Linked DNA regions of Ovis aries: region 2 is linked to region 1. The links are chromatin contacts, called in public Hi-C maps. All regions are on one chromosome and are shown on one strand. The core of a region is the stretch at or near the end of the contact, and the rest is flanking DNA. Distances in the headings are between cores, read along the strand shown. Region 1 overlaps STARD13 (StAR related lipid transfer domain containing 13). Region 2 overlaps STARD13 (StAR related lipid transfer domain containing 13).

Region 1 (3,079 bases), core at 295-2,794:
CCACATAGCACTTAACATTCGTCTAATAGTGAGTTTTTTTTTTCTGTCTTCCCTGCCAGACTGTCCCTTGAGACAAGGACAAATACATCGCATTCACCATTGTATCTTTCATACTTACTGCAGTGCTGTGCAGGCATTAATTAATTAATTCACATTAATACCATGCTGAATTAATGATTGAGTAAATATAGATTAAAAAAATAAAACCTCTCATTATCTCAGACTGGATCAACAAGAGTGCAATCCCCTGAGAGCAGGAGGTACCCACACCCTGTACCATATACTATTTTGCTTGGCCATGTCTAGAGCTTAAGTTTAGGGTAAGAACAGTATTTTTAAAGAGATACTGACAGACTGGAGCAGATCCAAAAGACAGCAATCAGCTTGCTAAATAGTTAGAAGTTGTGTGGTTTGATGGAAAATGTTTAACCTATGAAAGGAGAGTCTTATAAGAGGTTGGTTTTCTAAAAATATCTGAAGAACAGGCACATGGAAGAAGGAACAGATTTGTCCTAATTCCAAATGACAGAATTAGAACCAATGGATTGAAATTATAAGCAAATCTTTCTTAAATAGCTTGTAGTCCTCAGTGAGGTAATACACCTCATATTTGTTGGGTAGAACATTCATTCATTGATCTGACCATGACTTGTATCATAATTGGGTGGTTGGATTGGAAGATTTTTAATATCTTTTCCAAATCCAAGATATAAAAACGTTATGTGCGTAATAGTTGAAATGAACAAATGGACTCCATATTAGCATGTAACAATCTAATCTAATTAATGTGTCACACAACCAATATTTACAGGTATTAACATGACTGTTAATACTAAAGTTTTTGCATTAGTCATGAAACTGTTTCTGAAGGCAGTAGGTTTTGACAGGGTGAAAGAGTAGGAAAGCACACAGTTCCAGATCTTTGAAACAACTTATAAAAGTGAAAGAATTTTGGTTTGGCTGAAATGGATGAGTGTAGGCAGTGAGCCCAGGACAAGTCAGGCCAAATCGCTGGCCATATGAACTAGATCTGATGGCTGGATCCCCAGGGGATGGAATGAGGGCAGAGAATGCGCTCTGAAAGGCCTACAGAGATGAAGTTAACTAAAGAGAGCAACGAGGGCTAGACCAAAAAAAAAAAAAAAGAGAAATCCATTACCACCCAGAAGTTTTTGCAGTAAGATCTGGACTTCAAGTGGGAGACACGGCCCAAGGTGGAAAAACTGAATCAGAAGAGAATGAAGCCTTTTGTGCATGGTCCTGGTCATGGCTGTGAATGTTAATATCCCGGCTTGCTTGCACTGGTCATCAGGCCTGTGACGTATGCATATTGGAAAGGTTTATTGACAAAAAAATGGGGCACATACATCACAAATCAACTGGTAGAAATTCTTGAAATGAGCCTGAGAGCCCACAGGAAGCTTTGATATGAAACCACAACCTTTGGATTCAAGTAGTTTCAAAAGCAACCCTCCAGATTGGTTCTGCTTTCTTTCAACCAACCACTTGTATCTCAAACATTTTCCTACTTGGCAGAACTGCCTTGGCGCCCTCTGAACAGGCTGATGAGGAGGCTGGAATGTGCATGAAGGAACAGAAGGAGCAGCAGACAGATGAAAGCACAATGAGACATTCCTGGCTTCTGTAAAAGCGCTCCTCACTTTCTGCCACGTGGACACAAAATTCTGTTGAGCGCTAATCTGGGATCATTTATCAAAAGATTTAAAAATTTTAAATACCAAAAGTTTTGTTTAGAAGTCAAATTTCAGAGTTTTGGCTGTATTTGGAGTGTTTGCCTTAGGAAGAAATGCCATCGAAGAGGCCAGCCAATATGCAGAGTTAGTCTTGAGGACGAGTAGAAAGCAGAGGGCAAACAGCCTACCCTTCAGAAGAGAGTTGTTATACAGAGAGGCCGTCAGGCTGCCTCTTCACTGTAGGATTGGGTAAGGAATGGGTGGATCTCCAGCTCTCAGTCTGAAGTTACTCCAGAAGCAGGCATAGTTCTCACTGGTCTAATTAAAGGCTCTGGGCTGTGTATGCTAACGGCACCTTGATCTCAACCACTGCAAGAATTCAGTTACCCTATACCCATATTTCCATCACATACAATTATATAGGATTAAGATGATTTTCAGTATATTCTTCCTAAAATTTTCTCCCTTATCCAATTTCCCCAGCACCCTTTTAGTGCCACAGTTTTCCCTTTCCTGTCCCTCGTGTGTAATAGTGGAAAGAGTTAAAACATCATCAGCTTGGAGATACACAGAAGCTCTACACTTGGTTGCTGTATCACCTGGGACATTTGTTCACCTCTGGGAGTCTTAATTTCCTTTTTGACAAAATCATATCTATAGGATAGCACAGAGAGTTTCCATGGAGTTAATTAAAGATGTGACATGTAAATGGCATAAGGGTTAGCACCCAGGGGGTTCTTAGCTTTGTTACCCACTCTCCCTTTTCCATTCCCCTGTTCACTGTTCTTGTTGGTTTCCAATATTGATTTGTTTATCCCATCCCTGAATAGTCTGAGGGAAGACTGTTCTTAATGACCAAATTAGGAAAGAGGAAAAGCAGGTGAAAACGAAAAACTAGTACCATCCATTTTCCTCACTTTTGAAGGCACTGGAAAGGAGGAAATCCAGCATCTTGGGTTTTCAGCACTCTCTCCCTCTCCGATTCATTTGGTCCTCACCCACTCACTCACCAGTGAAGAGGAAGACCTCTGTCCACGAGACGCACGGAGAACATTTCAGCCCAGGGAAAATTATCAGCAGTTTCTTGATTTTACATTTACAACAAGCAGAACTGCCCACCCAGTGGTGATTCTTTTAACACTGGGGCCAAATGATAAAAGAATTCATTGAAAGAGCTTAGGATTCATAGCAAAACATTAGCATAAAATAAGATATTAACGATGCTAGTGAGAAAATAATGCTACTTACCTGCCTTAAATATGGTTCTGAACACACACAAAGGCAAAACCATGGTGAACAGTTGTATAGATTTGTAAATACTACTCTAACCAATGGGCTTCCCAGGTGGCGCAGCAGTAAAGAATCTGCCTGACAATGCAAGAGAT
Region 2 (3,079 bases), core at 384-2,883, 51 kb after region 1:
ACTTACTTTAGGCTAAAGAGAGCTTAATTTGGTGGAGATAGAAAGCTAACATCACAGTATCTTAGCTTTCCTTAAACAATAAGTCATAAGAAGCTGGCCTGGGACTTCCTCAGCAGTCTAGCGGTTAAGACTTCACCTTCCAGTGCAGGGGGTGGGGATTCAATCTCTGGTTAGGGAGCTAGGATCCCACATGCCTCACAGAAAAAAAAAAAAAAAAAAAAAACACACACACAAGAAAAAAACTTAAAACGGAAATTAAAAAGAAAAGAAACTGGCCTGTTATTTCACGTCAGATTCCCTCAAGTTTCATAAATAATTTTCTCAAAAACCTTGGAAGTATGTTCATAGCAAGCAGTCCTGTTTGACTAACAAGAAATCCATGGCCAGTCATGCAAGTGTTTGAGGGTGTGAGTTCCTAAAGCATTTGAGGGAAAGAGGGAAGACAGTGTGATGAGTTCAAAGCTGTGGAACTATAGAGAGAGGAAGACAGGCTGGTACCTTTGACAATAACCGGGGCTGATGTCCTCAGGAGCATCTTCTCGGAAGAACAAAATTTAAAGCCCCTTGAGGACAAAATGACAAGGAAAAAAATAATTTTAAACCAAAAGAAGCAGGTAATAGTCAAAGTCTACACCTTGAGAGATGTTCCACTTCTGCTTGATCAAATCACTACCTCAGAGGGGGCCCACACCAGGTACTTAAGAGAATCTTTTCAGATACAGCCAGCCAAGCAAAGGTTTCTATGGAGACATATAGTTTTAAGTCACCTGTGTATATCAGTGGAACTCGACATATCTTTGTATCTCATCCACAGTGCCTCGTAGGTTAAGCACTTGATCTACGTTACTGGGGTTTCCTGAGTGTGGCTGTAAGATTCTAGAGGAAAAGAGAGGTGACGAGTGGTTGTAAATTGAGTGACTGCTTTTTCAATTGGTCCTGGAGTCTATGTGATTTGATGTACTATCCAGCCACTAGATGACTGAACAGAGTATACACGTTCAGATGACACTGAATCAGTTGGTCGTTCAACTCAAATTTCAGATAAAACTCAGTCAACTTAAAAAGTTAGAGAAATGCCACTGGTCCTGGAAAGAGTGATCTGTAGTGTGAATCCCAGCTTTGCTACTTACAGCCGTGTGACCAAGGCCATCTTCAGACTTTCAGTTTCTTACCTCGTGGGTCTGTGTCAAGCTCGAAAGTGAGATAATAAATGTAACAGCACACTGTAAGTTTTTTATTAGATACCATCGACTCAAGGTGATACTCAGGGTCCACAACATCTTATCAACTCCTGAAATCTGCTTCTCTTTCAGTTCCTTACTCTTAGTTCAGGGCTCTCAAAACCCATATGCCTGCAGGGTAGTGATGTTGGCCTTGGCAAGTCAGCCTGTGTGCATTGCAGGGGTCCATTGTAAAGCTATAGGGCTTTATGTCCAGTCTAAAGCTATATGTCCAGTCTAAAGAGAGCCACTCAGCCACCACTGTGTGCCAGGCCCCGAGCCTTGTCTCCACAGAGCCTTGTGCAACGTGCTGGACACAAAATAGATGCCCAGTGAGAGACGGGCACCTGCCGTCCTGCCTGACGGGACATCACCCCCTTCCCCAAGGCCTTGTGCCCCGATGGCCGCTGAGTCCACACCTCCAGGGCTGGGGCAGCCTGCCCACTGCTGTTGAGACTGGCCCTCACCTTGTCTCAAACCCTTGAGATAAACTCTCATCTCTAACTGTTGGATGTTCAATTGAAGGATTTCATGCAACCCAAGACTTTCCGTTTGAAAACTGGAGTGATAGATCACCCTATATATGGCCATCTTAAATTCTATCTTCTTTAAAACTAATGTCCCGATCTCTACAGAGGAGTTAAAGATTATTTTCTCTCTTCCTTATATGGCCACAGCTTTCCGATTACACCTCAGTCTTAGCCCTTTTCAGGTATTAGAATTCTCTCCCCAGTGTTTCTGTTTCCTTTGTCAGATTTGTAGCATCTCACAGTTTGTGGTCCTCATCTCCTCCATGGTATCTAGCTGATGCTTCTCAGGGATATACTTAAAGAGTACTTTGCTTGACCTGAAGAAATAAGTCATTCAGATATAAAATGAGTAAAGACTGACCCTGGGTCTCATAATGGACTAAATAAATAGCCTTTTAGGAGAGATCACGTGATTCTCAGATGAGTCAACATGAGGAGAACAGGAAATAGGTTGAGATTTCAGCAAAAGAAAATTCCATGTATCGAAAAGCAGCCTTTGATCAGAAGGATGATGGGGAAAGAAAGTGAATATAGCTTGCAAAAAATCATGAAGTCACTGCTCCCAGAAGCTTTCAGTGTTGTCCCACCATCCATGTGTCTCAGTTTAAGATGAAGATTTTCCTGAAGTCAGGGCTGGAGGGAGTAATGGTGGAGGCTTGGTTCAGGCAGGCATCTCCTGAAATCCAGTGGACCAGGATGAATAGCGACCCTGTTTCCAACAGAAGTGCCATACCTGTTTTTCTTTTTAACCAAGGTAAGATGGACTAACTTATTCCTGTCTAAATTGTGATTGTTGAGGTTTAGAAGTCAGGACTGTGACAGTGTGAAGCTAACTAGCCATGTTACATTATAGTGGAACACTTTTCCCCACAAAGGATTTATCGAAGACTCAGTGAATCACCAGTTGCCATGGTCTTCAGTGAGGAACCGCAGCTCCGAAATCCTTCCTCCACCATGTGGACTGACCATCTGCTCACAGTGCTTGCAGATTCCCTTCCAGGGTTCATAAAGTCTCCTTGTGTTCTCGCACGTCTCTGAAACGCCCCGGGCAACTGCTCTTCCCTGCCACGGAGCGGCCACAACAGCTGTGGGATTCACCAGGCCTTGTCTCGGCTCCATTTCTGGCAGCAGGCAGCAACCGCCAAGCCGCTCTCCAAAAACGCCGGCGAATTGTAAACCCATTAAGGCTTAACTCCTAGGGGACAACAAAGAGCGCTGCTGCCTTTGAATGTGTGCTCTGTGTGGGATCACAGGGGCCTCTGGCACCTGGGCCTGTCCTCAGGGCCGGGGCGATCTGTAGGGAAAGTTACAAGCTGCTGAGGGAATATT

The links. Hi-C and Micro-C count contacts between places; a contact is called where the count stands out from the background.
Region 2: a Hi-C map of omental adipose tissue shows a contact between it and region 1, with 1.5 times the contacts expected there. The contact joins two enhancer-like sites. A contact is called at or near these places in 4 of 16 Hi-C or Micro-C datasets (hypothalamus, liver, omental adipose tissue and 1 more).

What each region holds. Positions count from the first base shown.
Region 1 is chr10:28,145,092-28,148,170 of ARS-UI_Ramb_v3.0, forward strand. All of the region lies in intron 3 of STARD13 (StAR related lipid transfer domain containing 13), which reads left to right. Among named protein-coding and RNA genes, the nearest start is that of KL, 250 kb to the right of the region's middle. Within about 2 kb of position 1,545, at least 5 of the 54 cell types and tissues checked have an H3K27ac peak or open chromatin away from gene starts, as enhancers often do.
Region 2 is chr10:28,195,963-28,199,041 of ARS-UI_Ramb_v3.0, forward strand. The region is part of intron 3 of STARD13 (StAR related lipid transfer domain containing 13); the gene reads left to right. Among named protein-coding and RNA genes, the nearest start is that of KL, 200 kb to the right of the region's middle. Within about 2 kb of position 1,634, at least 22 of the 54 cell types and tissues checked have an H3K27ac peak or open chromatin away from gene starts, as enhancers often do.